2 separate regions of the Mus musculus genome follow, and region 1 is linked to region 2. Evidence: chromatin contacts called from public promoter capture Hi-C data. All regions are on one chromosome and are shown on one strand. Each heading gives the region's core, a stretch centred on a gene start, on an enhancer-like site or on the middle of the called end of the contact. The rest is flanking DNA. Distances are from core to core; before and after follow the strand shown.

Region 1 (7,219 bases), core at 2,776-5,275, 480 kb after region 2:
GGTTTCTGTGTCCCAGCCACTGCCCTCCCTGCGGCCTTTATGAACCCCTGGTGATGTGTGTTTCATTTGAACACTTTATCCTCTCTCTTCACTGTAGCCTCTGAGAGCTAAGGAAACATTTGTAGCTGGCAAGGCTACAGCACTGAGCCGGGAAGTTCTCTAAGAGAAACTAGGACACTAGTCCAACTCTGCTGTGTAGGTTCCCTAATGCACACGCCAGTCTCCATATTGCCAAGGCATTGCAGGACCCAGGCAGAAGGCATCGTGGCAGCAAAGGGCTTTGTGGAGCAGACTGCTCACTTCAACACTGCACTGGCTGTGGGAGAGACACCCACATACTATACATTCCTTCTCTTTGGAGGTCCTGGCTTCTAACAAGGGTTTGCTGAGTGAGACCTGAGGACTTAGTACCAGGATGAAAGGAAGGACACTCACCCATGCACCCTCTGCAGGAGCAAGTGAGCCACTTTCAAAAGAACTAGAAGAAAAAAACAATAGACGGAACGGATCTCAGGCCTGTGGAAAATGCCAAGTCAGCTCTTTGTGCTACCAAACAGGAACCAAACAAGACCCAGTCCACAGCAATAGAGCACGAGACCCTTCAAACGGAACACTTTACCTGACCCGCAGAGGAAAGCGTCATAGGCTGCTTCGTGAGGGCACTTGGTCTCAGCTGAAGTGGTTTTTCCAAAAGAGACAAATGACCGAACTGTGATTAGAACCATCGTGAGGAGGAAACCTCTCTTCCCATCCTAGTCAACAACTGTGGCAAGTGTGACACGCACTGTGTACCCTTCTCCCGGCTCATAAACATTTCTCACTCTGGTCTTGGCTATGTGGAGATGGCAGCCTATACCTCACACACTGAGAGAAAGCAGGTTCCTGTGCCCGGAACAGTTCTCTAGCTTAGCATACCTGTAAGGCAGAGTTGTGGGGAACAAAGCAAGGCGGGCCAGGAAGGAACCCAACCCAGGGCTATAGCCTGCTGCCTGGGGGACCAGAGTGCAGAACCCTCAACTCAGCCCCAGGGCACTTGGCCAGCTATGCCAGGGACATACCGTATTTTTTACACTGTCTTGCGTGAATAATCACCGGTCCAGAATCCTTAGTGGGATTCAAGTTACTATTAGAAAAACAGAGGGGGATAAAGATCAACTCACTAAAAGTAACTCCTCCTTCTTGACCCCAAGCTCCTTAAGTTATAGAGATCCATGCTCAGCACATCCCTTTTTTAAAAGACATGGATTATCTAAGCATGGACCCCGATGAGGTCTTGACAAGGCCATAGACCATGAGGCTCTGGGTTCAATCCCTGAAGCTTCAAACAAAGGAAAACAACAGAAGACAACAGGCCAACTGTGAACTAGAGCTGCACAAAAGCAGTGTGGTGGTAACACAAGCGAAGTGGGGGTAAAGGCCCGCCAAGAAAAGACAATGGTCGAGAAGAGGGCTCAGGGGGAGTGGCTCCAAGATGCAATATCAGAGACAAAAAAACGAAACAAACAGGGACACCAACCAACCCTCTCACCACGACAAAGAAATCCAGAGCGTGCCAAAGGAGGAGAAAGCCCAAGCTCCAAGGCACTGTAAAGCAAATTTGAACAGCTCAGGGACCATGGTCTAGTCCTAATGCCACATGTGCAACACCCTGCCAAGTACAAGCACAGGTATCCTGAGTAACCGTCAAAGGGGAAGAAACCTAACAGCAGTGGGCATGGGTGAAGGGAGGCTGTGAAGGGGACTAAAGATTGGATAACCTGTCTCTAGGGAACAGGTATGTTACTATACCAGTTTTAGGCACCCCACCAAAGGCTTCCCACCAGTGAAGAAGTTCTGACTCTTATCCTACAACCTGATGGCACATATTTCCCACAAGTTCTCTCGAAAACTATGGGTTACCATGGGAGCCAGGGAGAGGGTCAAAAAGTGAGCAGCTTGGTTTTAAGTTTTAGATGGTAAAGGGTGTGGCGGCTTGGATACCTGGGAAAAGGACAAGCAGGCAGGGTCTAAGAGAAGGGAGGATGCAGGGAAAGGGTGGTAAGCGAGTAAGAGAGCAGCCCTGCTGGCCTCAGACAAGGAGGGTATGTGGGATACAGCTTAGCTATTCAAGTGCTTGCCTCGCATGTACAAAGCCCTGAGTTCTAGCCCCAACACCCCCATAAAACTGAGCATACTGGTACAGGCCTATAATCTCAGCATTTGGAAGAGAGACAGAAGAAGGATCAGAAGTTCAGGTCATCCCTGTCTATACAACAAATTCAAGGCCAGCCCAAGCCACCTGAGGTCCTGCCTCAAAAGAAACCAGTAAGAAAGGTGAATGTGTCTGCTGGGGACAGGAATGTCAATAAGGATGACAGAACTTATAAAATGTTCAAGAAGACAGGCAGCAGGCTCAGACCTTGACCTCTGAGGGGATTTTTTTATTTTTTGTTTTTTCAGAAGTGGGGTCAAGACAGAGGCATGAGGAGCTGGGTGGAGGGACGTTAGGTCCAAGCAGCTGTGTTCTAGGGAGCAGGTCCACAAAATTATTATTTTGCTCTCTAGTGAAAAGCATGCCAATTACATACAAAGATATCAAAACCAGGGGGCTTGGAATAAGTTAAAATCAGAGAGAGGGCAGCTGAGGCTGCAGGCCTTGCTCTAGAAACACCTTCCTCACCTGCTCAGCACTTCGTACACTTCCAAGAGGTTGGAGACCCGTGGGAAACGCAGTTCCTGCAATCATGAAGAACGGAGCACTGTGCTTGGGGTCACCATCTGCTGCAGGCCTCGCAAAGGGTCACTACATGGACCTGGCAAATGCTGGCCTTGACACCATCCCAGGGTCAGGAGAGCAGGACTCTGGGGGCATCACAGAAGACGTCCCAGTGACCCTGGTAGAGGTCAGTGTCAGCCACAGAACTCACACCTTCTGTTTAGGAAGTATGTGAACACAGGAATCTGAGACTCTGGGCTAAGGCGGGGCTCTATCTGCAGAATAGCTGGTTTTCTGGGGAGCAGAGGCCTTGGGGCAACGTCAGATTACTAAGTCCCAAGATCAAACACCCAAGGCCTCTTCTGGGCAGAAATGCTCTGAGGAGCCCCTTCCTTCCGAGTTCTGCTGCCCCTCCTCGGATGGCCCACTTGAACCTGCGGCTTTAAACCCCTGATGGGTTCCCCTTGCGCTGTTATTCTGTTTAATTCCTAAAAGCATTTAAAGTAACCCAATGCTTCCCTTTTCTACACGTTGTGTGTGGCCTGGGCTATAGGACAGTCACCTGGGGAGCTTTTGGAATATCGCCTGCCCCCACTCTGGACCACGCATAAAGTGGACAGTGGAGCCAGGATCAGTTTGCAACCTCTCCTGAGATTCTAACTCTGTCAGAGAACCCATGACTTCAGTGCTTGACAACGGGGTTTTCTCCAGACTTTACAAGGGGCGCCTTATCCTCTAGAATAATACTTTCTGGGAATCCCTCATAGGTTTATAAAATATGTAGTAAGCTCTAAAATAAACTGTTTGGACCATGCATGATAGTGTATACCTTTAATCCTAGGATGTGGAAGGCTGAGGTGGCCGAGGGTGGGGTGGGGGTGGGAGGAGTGGGGGCTGTTGTGAGTTCAAGGTCAGCCTAGGTTACCTAGCAAGACCCTATCCTAAAAACCGAAACAGAATAAAATGCCCACAGAATTATTGCTCTATTGTCCAATGAAAACTACACTATTTACCTACAAATACATCACAACTGGGGCTTGGAATATGTGAAAATCCATTGAAAAGTGTCACAAGTATGAAATTCAACACCCTACCCCAAAGCAAGCCACTCCTTACCTTCCAGATGTCCTTTGTCACGTTCTTAGTGTCAATGAGGACAGGAAACAGGCTATGGATGTTCTGCTTAAACTGATCATAGCTTTCTGAGGGGGAAGGTCCAAACGGGACACGTGAATTTGTGGGTTAGTGGAAGCACATGGAGCCAGCCTCCAGTCCGCCTTGCCGCTGCCCAGTGCCAACCAGTAAAGCAGCGAGAACAAGACACAAACTAGAAATATTTCTAATCCTCATGGAGGACTTTGGCTCTCCAGCCACGAGGCCACTGCCACTTTCTATGGTAAAGGTTACATGGCTTCCCACCAAACTCAAGGCCCAGTGCACTGTGGTCATCAGCTAACACCACCCCAGGAGCTCAGGAAGACACACATAAGTAATAAATGGCTATGCAGATAACAATCCAAGACAATTCAACTGAATACCTTATAACTAAGTAAAGCACTCTGGTAAGAAAGGGGTTTTTAATAGACACTTAATAGGTTATACTCTGTGCAATTACACTGCACCTAGATACTGAAGTTTACTGCACACAAAACCTCACCACAACCCCCAAGCAAGAAGCCCCAGGATTCTCCACCATACTCCCTGGCCCACCCCGACAGAACACCTGCCAGGGCCTCTCCCGGGGGTCCTTGCGTCCAGCTCACGGTGTACTGCGACAGCTGTGGACTTGTGAAACAGTCCTGACCTCCTCCTTCTCCTCCTCCCAGCTGCCCACTGCTCACATCTCCCACGGGTCCTCTCCACAGTTACAGCCCCCAGGGCCACAGGGAGCCCACCCGCTGCGGGAACTTCCCTATCTGCCTCACTTCTCCTCTCCCACTGACTGTTTTCTCTGTTTGCTCGAGTTTTTGTGTGTACCTTAATCATTGCCTCTAATTCTTCCAATATGCTCAAACGCAGCTATTCTGTCCAGTCCTGTTTTACAGAGCACCCTCCTGGAGCTTCCTGTCCCTTCCCGTCTAGTGCCTACCACATCTCTGTGAACCCTCTTGTGCCTGCCACCAAGCTGAGGTCGCTTCTGCCCATCTCACCTCATAGGTAAGCAGAGAAGGCAAAGGCACCAGCTGAAGGTCACACACACACACATACACACACACACACATACACATACACACACACACACACACACACACACACACACACACAACCCACTCTGCCGTACTGCCATTTGTCCAAGGACAGACTCAGGTGTGGAACGGAGCACGGCCACCAGACAGGAGCCAAGGCAGTCCCTGAAACATCTAGACCTCCGTTAGGTCTCTAATGCATGAGGAGGAAAAGCCAACCTTAAGATGAAATACACAGGGGCTGGTGAGATGGCTCAGTGGGTAAGAGCACCCGACTGCTCTTCCGAAGGTCCGAAGTTCAAATCCCAGCAACCACATGGTGGCTCACAACCATCCGTAATGAGATCTGACTCCCTCTTCTGGAGGGTCTGAAGACAGCTACAGTGTACTTACATGTAATAAATAAATAAATTAATAAAAAAAAAAAAGATGAAATACACAGCCTACACAAGTATGTAAAGACTCAAAACAAGGGAGGAAATCCAAAGTGTCAAGCAATGAAAGGTGGGTTCTTTCCTTCATACATTTGTGACCTTGCCCAAGGTCACACCATGGGCCAGTCACAGGAGGAGGTTATGTAATCAGATTCAGGCTCCCTGAGGACAGCTCCCTGCTCTCTCTCAGAAGGTGGTACAGACACAGACCTGAGGCCAGAAGAAGAACCCGGCTTCACCCCTACCTGGAAGAGGTCGGAAGAACTTCTCATGGAGATGCAGTAGGTCCATCATCATGTTATGTCCTACCAAGGGCTACTTGGAGAAAAGCAACAGGTGAGAGAAAGGAATTCTAAAAATCAGGGCCGAAACTTGCTCTAAAGCAGGTTTTGTTTTTGTTTTTGTTTTTTTTTTTCCAATAAAGAATATAGTTTTAGATCACTTGATTGTTGCGGGATTTTCCCTGTCCAATCACATTAGGGCAGTGGGAAGCTTGTGGTTGGACAGGAGAAGGGAGGATCAGAGAGGTTTTGAAGCGACAGAAAGTGTGGTCTGAGGAGGAGTGAGAGAACCAGAATGGAGGCTGACGTGGTGCTATCAAAAGGTTAGAATAATTGGCTTTATCATTACCATTTGGCTCTGAAATTATTGTATTGGCATCTTCTAAATTGTGTTATTATTGATACATAAATCTGACTGGTTAAGAGTCTTGATTCTACCCAGTAATTAGGTGTTGAGATGGCTAACCAGGGGTGCATGGGATGTTGCATGAAAGCGAGAGGAACTCGGGGGGTGGGGTGGGGCATCCAAGAGATGGCCCAGTGGGAGCCATGTGGCCTTACAGGGTTGGCAAGTTGGCAGGCCAAGAGACTGAGCGAGTGTGATCACCTGGTGCAGGGGCTAGCTCTAGAGAGTTGGTGGTGGTGGCAGGAGCGCAGGAGTGTGGCCTGGCCCCGCTGGGAGTTAACAGGTTCATTTTTTAAAAATATTTCCCACAATACTTGATAAAATCCACCTTCAGTGTCTTTCAGCTCCCACACAAGGTAATGGGACTCTGGGGTGGAAAGAGGGAAGGAAACAGGGAGGGGGAGGAGAAAGATGGAGGGAGGGAATAGTGCAGGGAGACAGACAGAGGGGGGGGGGAGAAAGATGGAGGGAGGGAATAGAGCAGGGAGACAGACAGAGAGGGGAGGAGAAAGATGGAGGGAGGGAATAGAGCAGGGAGACAGACAGAGAGGGGAGGAGAAAGATGGAGGGAGGGAATAGAGCAGGGAGACAGACAGAGAGGGGAGGAGAAAGATGGAGGGAGGGAATAGAGCAGGGAGACAGACAGAGAGGGGAGGAGAAAGATGGAGGGAGGGAATAGAGCGGGAGACAGACAGAGAGGGGGAGGAGAAAGATGGAGGGAGGGAATAGAGCGGGGAGACAGACAGAGAGGGGAGGAGAAAGATGGAGGGAGGGAATAGAGCGGGGAGACAGACAGAGAGGGGGAGGAGAAAGATGGAGGGAGGGAATAGAGCGGGGAGACAGACAGAGAGGGGAGGAGAAAGATGGAGGGAGGGAATAGAGCGGGGAGACAGACAGAGAGGGGAGGAGAAAGATGGAGGGAGGGAATAGAGCAGGGAGACAGACAGAGAGGGGAGGAGAAAGATGGAGGGAGGGAATAGAGCAGGGAGACAGAGAGGGGAGGAGAAAGATGGAGGGAGGGAATAGAGCAGGGAGACAGAGAGGGGAGGAGAGGGGGAGAGGGGAGGTGAATGAACAGAAGGGACCCTGAGGCAGGGTCCACACTGGGAATCTGTGAGGCACACAGTTTCTCTAAGCAATTTTAGGTCGTTGCTGTTAAAATTCCCATGCTGCTGCAAGGAACAAAGACACAGGAGAATCTCAGGCACTGTCTCCCC
Region 2 (6,612 bases), core at 2,547-5,046:
CTCTATAAATCAGCTGATGTCCCTCATGTCCCCAGAGCCTTCCCTTGCATCCCAGTAAATGAATGAATACAAGACCTGCCTGAGTGGTTCCCTTGGATTCACTAGGGTGATCCAGGGCTTGAACAGGTCATTCAGCAAATAGGAGGACCTTGCTCTCTGACAGCCTGACGTTTTCTGGCTTTGATTGTATCATAGCCGCACCCCACAGACCGAAGAGCAAAGGTCTTGGTGTCCTGTAAAGGACCCTATGCATGACATTCCTGTGAGAAGCTGGGTCTGTTTTGGTCATTCTGGGAAATCATGTCTGCTGCAAAGCTGGAGACAGTGTGGGTCCTGGATGAAAACAGGGCGTTCCTCATTTCCAGTCTTTTTTTTTTTTTTTTAATCTCTTGAATGCACTAAGGCTTTGGGTCTGAAAAAAAAAAATCAAAGTTAGAATACGTGTGAATCCATGGAACTTTATAACTCTATTTAGGTGCAGGTTCTTTGAAAACAGAGCTGTTTCACTTCTGTGAAGAGCTCACTTCCAAATCACTTTCTCTTGGTGAACACCACTTGTCCAGATTCTTGTAAGCAGTTCAGCATTTAACAGGCGAGAAGATCTGGGACGCAGAAAGGTAGAATAAATAGCCTCGGCCAAACACCTTTTGATCTTAGTGTAGCTGGATAGCATCTGGATGGTCCATCCACAGAAAGGCACCCTCTTACATTGAATAGCAAGTCACAAACCACAGGACAGGGCTCAGTTGGTAAAGCACTTGCCGCACGAGCGTGGAGACCCAAGCTCAAATCCCCAGTGTTATGTCAAACGCTTGGCATGAAGATATGCACCTGTAACCCCAACACTGGGGCCCAGGGGGAGACACAGGAGGACTCCTAGAGCTAGTCTCGCTGACTCAGTGAACTCCAGGTTCTGTGACAGACCCTGTCTCCAAAACTGAGGGGATGAACAATTGAGGAAGACACCTGAAACTGATCTCTGGACTTTCTATGCATATGCACAAGTGTGCATTTGGTTCCTGCATGGACACATGCGAACAAACATACATCCCCTCCCATACAATGGATTCTTTAGCTTGTAGGACATTGTAGAGTACTGTGAGAATGAAGGGTTTTCTATACTGTTCTATGTCAGTGAAGTAAAGAGATACCAGCCTGAGGAATGCTGGGACACAGAGGAGGGTACACTCGGCTGTGGGTGATCTGCAGGTGAAGGGTGGGGGTCTCCTGCAGAGCAGTTGACGCAACATTTGATATACTCCTTTCAGCCCAGCCACCATCACGGATAAAGTCATTCCAGCTTGTCTGCCATCTCCAAATTACATGGTTGCTGACCGGACAATATGTTACATCACCGGCTGGGGAGAGACTCAAGGTGAGACAAACTGGCCTTGACTACAGACTGTACGGCAAAAGGAACCGTTCAGAGTGAGTTGTAGCAAGTCCTGCCTGTGAATGTGGCCCAGCCCCTTTCTAGATTTGTCTGGGCACTTGCTACATCTCCATGATCGGTCACCAAGACTTGAGGAGGATGCCAGGGAGTGTCCCTTAGACTCTTCTGGCCCACTGTTGCCTTTTGCCCAGGGGAGAGGGCTTCGGCACAATCCACAGATTAGCCTCGACTTAATCATGTGACTTTACTATTTTACGTTCTCAAAAACAGAATCACAACATAAACTGTAGCTAAACCAGTCTTTCCAAATACTCATTATAGTTAATATGTGTGAGAGGCCATTAGTATGGGATAAGCTGACAACTGGGAGGGGGAGAGAGGCCCCAGGTGTCCTGGTACAGCTGACGGGGCAGGAAGAGAGCTCTGTGCGGGCTTCCCCATCACAATCTGTATTTACTTTGGGGACTCTCTTTCAAAGAACGATTTTGTGGAACACACACACACACACACACACACACACACACACACACACACACAATGGCTAGGCTTGATCATTCCAAACTTGGCTTCTCCCATTTCCCTGATTTCCTGTCTCCTTTTCCCACACTTCTGATTCTGCAGCATTGAGGTCCTGGAACAGGAACTTTGGAACCTTGGAAACTGATGTTTTACCCATGGAAGTGCTAGGTCGTCCTTAAGTGGTTTGCATTTAAAGAAAAAAACCTGTGTGCTACAAACTCATGGGAGTTAGATGTTGTTCCTATGTGCAGACGAGGAGCCTGATGTTCAGAGACGGGGGAGGGGTGGGGGGAGGGGTGCGGGTGTGTGTGTGTGTGGAGGAAGGTACAGCAGGAAAAGCAGAGGCTGGCTGCAGAGACCTGGGGAGGAGCCCCGCTTCCCGCTCACCAGCTGTGGACAGTTAGGGAGATCTCCCTAGTGGTCTCCTAGGCTGGAGGCCTGCTGTAGGGCTGTGGTGGGAGAAGCAATGAGAGAAAACCCAACTCCAATTGATTTAAGCAGAAGGAGAGAAATTTCTAGTGATCAAGAAAGTCAGACCTCTCTAGTGCTGGCCTGGGACCTCGGGCTCTATCCAGCCACCATCTGGGAGTCATTCAGGTCACACGAGGATCGTGGCTACAGATGTTGGGTTACTTTTGGCTCTCTCAATGGGAATAAAGGGTGTCACTTTTCCCACAGTGGGAACAATAACCTGCCTAGGCTGGGAAAGCTCAGACTCTGGTCCTGAGCCACGTTTTTCTGAACCAGTTCCGCCTGGCTCAGACCTTTGCTACATGATCTGCTCTGTAGTTGGGGGCAAGGCCCACGCACGCCCGTACACAACAAGAGCTGATCCCTCAGCCGCCCTTGGAATGTTGAGTGAAAGGCTTCTAAGCCCCGCCTCCCCACCCCCAAAATCAACTTTGTGATTGATCTTCATTGTCAACTGGACAACTAGGAGACATAGCTCTGGACATACCATGGGCATTTTGGGGGTGGGGGGGATGGTAAGAGGGGGAGGTAGCCCATTGAGCACCAGAACCCCCTTTCTCTGTTCCCCGTATCCATAAAGACCTGAGTAAACATACTTCTGTTACAGTTGCAAACTGCAGCTGCTGCTGCTGAGCCCAGCTTTTTCCAGAGTTTTGTAGCATGCCTTTGCTTTGCTAGCACAGAGCAGCCCAGAAATCACGGACAGTCCCTTCCCCAGACGCTGTGGCTAGACTTGTCTCTATCACCAACATCAACATCACCAACATCCCCATCATTCACAGTCACCCTTATCACCATCATCGTCATCATCATTTCCACCTCACCATTACTAGATGGCAATAACGACATCTAGTCAATCAGCGATTTTAGCTTCCTAGGTAAATCTCTCTTCACTTCACGCCTCAGGCTTTCTCAGATTTTCAAACTCCAATGGCTAGCTGGTGTTGAGGCTGAGGATTCTTCTAGATTGGTTTTTGCTGTCCTCCTGGATTTTCAGGGGGCCTGACTACTGCTAGACTTAGCCTGGTGCCCCCCCACCCCCCCCCAGTAGGGCTTTTGCCCCTAGGTCATTTACTAGTACCCTTCAGGCCTCCAGAGATGCCTTCTCTCCTTTGGCCACCAGATGGCAGCATATCTTCACAGACCACAACGTCCTGTAAACCACCCAGAGGTGGTTTCCTCAGGGCTCAGAACAATTTCAGCCTAATATGTATCTCCACTCCTGGACTTAGTTCGAGCAATGCCCACCATCCCTTCTGGTCCCATGACCTTAAGACATGTCTCTTCCAGCTCCTATAATCACCAGACAGATTACACATTTTTCTGAACCTAAGACAAGTCTAGTCCAAGTGTCAGGGGAAGGCACTGTCCTTTATTTCTTGGCTGCTCTGTGCTAGCAAAGCAAAAGCGTGTTACAAAACTCTGGAGAAAGCTGGGCTTGCAAACTGGAAAGCTGGGTTCTCGTCAAGCTCGCTAAGTCCTGGGTGGATCCCTCTGCACAACAGCCCTTCCTCTGGCATTGCTGCAAGTGTTCTGGCTCAGTCTGGCGTCTGGCACACAAAAGCAGCAGGGTTTTTTTGTTTGTTTGTTTGTTTCTGTTTTGTTTGTTTGTTTTTGTTTTTTAATATATAAAGAAGAGATACAACTCATAAATCGAGTAAGGGATTAAATGTTCCCTTTCTCTCATTGCTGGAGAAATATAGATTAGAAAAATGAATCAAAACAATTTACACCTATTACATTAGCTAGTTAAAAATTATTAATATTTTAATAATAGTTCAACGTGGACACTCGTGAGGGTGTTATGGACTGATGTTTTCTGGTGTGTTTTCTGGCCATACCTATCTCGAAAATATCCTGAATATAAACATGTATATGTTGTTTCTGAGAACTTAGACTTAAGAAAATATCATGGGCTGAAAATAGATGGCAGAGGTAGAGGTGTGGAGCCTTTGTGAACAGGGAGTGGGGGCGGGAAGGGCCCACAGCTCCAAGTTCCAGGTAAACACTGTCCACACTAAGCCTTGGTTTCCTTAATTGCCTATCAGGAATCATAGAAGTTGCTACTTTCTGGAACTGGTGCAAGAAGTAAATGAATTAATTAGATGAATTAAATGAAATTGTACTATGTTACCAGCTTGTTCCTTGAACAGTTAATGATTAGTCAAAGATATGGCTTTGGGGAGGCCATTAGTATCCACACATAAAAGGGACAGTCTGAAATGCCTGCCGTCCGTTTACAGTGTGGAGCGACCATCGTTGTCTTTCTAAACCATTTCCCTAATGGCAAGAGAAAACCCCACGACCACTAGATAATCATTCTCCACTCAGCTATCAGGGAGATTGTGGCATTATTAAAATGTCCCAAGGTCTGGGGAGATGGCCCAGTTGGTAAAGCTTTTGCCTTATATGCATAAAGACTTGGTTTGGATCCCCAGAACTGTAAATACGGACCTGGTGGTGTATACTTGTAATACCAGTTCCAGGGAGGTGGAAGCATGTGGATCCTTAGGGCTCACACATCATCTCAAGGAGTGGTGCCCAACACACACACACACACACACACACACACACACACACACACACACACACATTGTTCTTATGGTAAATTGCTTACCTTGCAAATGGGGCTTGCCAAATTGGAAAATAGGCTTTTCCATTGAAAATATGGAGAAGTCTCAGCTGTGTCCATGTGGAAAACAGCATTGGATCCCCAGAACCCATGTACGGTAAAACGATCTGGACATGGTAGCCCCATTGTAATCCCAGTGCTGGGGAGGTGGAGACAAGGGCAGTCCCTAGGGCTTGATGGACAGTCAGCCTAGCCTATGTGGTAAGATCTAAGTCAGAGAGAGTCCTTGTCTCAAAAGGAAGGTGGGCAGTGCCTGAGGAATGAATGACACCTGAGGTTGGTCTCTGCCCGCCCTACCCCCATCCCCCTTTATGCTATAATGAGCAGGTGGGGGAGGGATTTAAAATGGAGCAGTATTATATAGGTGTAAATAAAGTATAGAAAGCCTGAAAAAGAACACATTACAATAGTAGCAACTGAGCTTTTAAAGCCCCCTCTCTTCAAATGTATTTGTCTTTTGTTTTAAACTGGAAATAATATGTGGACAAATAGCAAAGCTGCAAATGCCATGGAGAAGCCGGAATGCTGCAGCAGGTTTTGGGAACCCTGTTTAACATGGTGTGTAACGCTCACAACTTGAAGGGCTCATAGGTGTTAACAGTGTCTCCCTGTGCCACACAACCACACAAATGAGAGATCTATACCTGCTGCTGTGTCATTCTGGAAGCTTCCTGGGCACCCTGTTTAATTGCATCTCTACTGATCATCACAGGGACTTTCGGTGCCGGTCGTCTCAAGGAGGCTCAGCTGCCTGTGATTGAGAACAAGGTGTGCAACCGCGTCGAGTATCTGAACAACAGAGTCAAATCCACGGAGCTCTGTGCCGGGCAACTGGCTGGTGGCGTCGACAGCTGCCAGGTAAGAGAAGAGACCGAGATGGTCTTGGGTTGACACGTCTCTGCCCCTTGGACTTTCAGTCTGAGAGGATTTGACAACTCATGGCCTGCGGAGGAATCCCACAGAGAGACAACACAAAGATAGCCTCCCATAATATACCGGTGTAGCTCACTTCTCATATGGACTCTTCCCTCCCTCATCTAGGGCGACAGTGGAGGACCTCTGGTTTGCTTCGAGAAGGACAAGTACATTTTACAAGGAGTCACTTCTTGGGGTCTTGGCTGTGCTCGCCCCAATAAGCCTGGTGTCTACGTTCGTGTCTCACGGTTTGTTGATTGGATTGAAAGGGAGATGAGGAATAACTGACTAGGTGGAAGGCCGAGCAAAACCTCTGCTTACTAAAGCTTACTGAATATGGGGAGAGGGCTTAGGGTGTTTGGAAAAACTGACAGTAATCAAACTGGGACACTACACTGAACCACAGCTTCCTGTCGCCCCTCAGCCCCTCCCCTTTTTTTGTATTATTGTGGGTAAAATTTTCCTGTCTGTGGACTTCTGGATTTTGTGACAATAGACCATCACTGCTGTGACCTTTGTTGAAAATAAACTCGATACTTACTTTGATCTGAGTTGGTTTTTTGGGGAAGGGAAGTCTTCAATATTTTCATATTCTCTGTTTACCCTAACAATTTAAAAGCAACCGACTGAAAGTGATTCAGTTTGTTTTCCCAAGGGCCAGCTTCACGAAGGACTAAACAGA

What was found. Capture Hi-C pulls out chosen DNA fragments and counts their contacts.
Region 1: a contact with region 2 is called in a promoter capture Hi-C map of adipose tissue. The contact joins two enhancer-like sites. A contact is called at or near these places in 6 of 39 promoter capture datasets (the HPC-7 cell line, cranial neural crest, frontonasal cranial neural crest and 3 more), 1 of 15 datasets of contacts at CTCF or cohesin (the NIH/3T3 cell line), 3 of 484 Hi-C or Micro-C datasets (the HPC-7 cell line, cerebellum and cortical neurons), 4 of 115 datasets of contacts at active chromatin or transcription factors (astrocytes, embryonic limb bud, embryonic stem cells and 1 more) and 1 of 9 other capture datasets (adipose tissue).

The regions. Positions count from the first base shown.
Region 1 is chr17:12,891,701-12,898,919 of GRCm38.p6, forward strand. Pnldc1 (poly(A)-specific ribonuclease (PARN)-like domain containing 1) reads right to left here. Exons shown (of 19, transcript NM_001034866.1): 10 at 5,561-5,630; 11 at 3,812-3,897; 12 at 2,660-2,715; 13 at 1,059-1,123; 14 at 620-673; 15 at 436-478. Among named protein-coding and RNA genes, the nearest start is that of Pnldc1, 15 kb to the right of the region's middle. Within about 2 kb of position 4,026, at least 7 of the 459 cell types and tissues checked have an H3K27ac peak or open chromatin away from gene starts, as enhancers often do. A contact at or near this core is called in adipose tissue, where this site is marked.
Region 2 is chr17:12,412,910-12,419,521 of GRCm38.p6, forward strand. Plg (plasminogen) reads left to right here. Exons shown (of 19, transcript NM_008877.3): 17 at 1,269-1,375; 18 at 5,728-5,873; 19 at 6,057-6,475. The coding sequence ends at 6,218. Among named protein-coding and RNA genes, the nearest start is that of Plg, 38 kb to the left of the region's middle. Within about 2 kb of position 3,797, at least 48 of the 459 cell types and tissues checked have an H3K27ac peak or open chromatin away from gene starts, as enhancers often do. A contact at or near this core is called in adipose tissue, where this site is marked.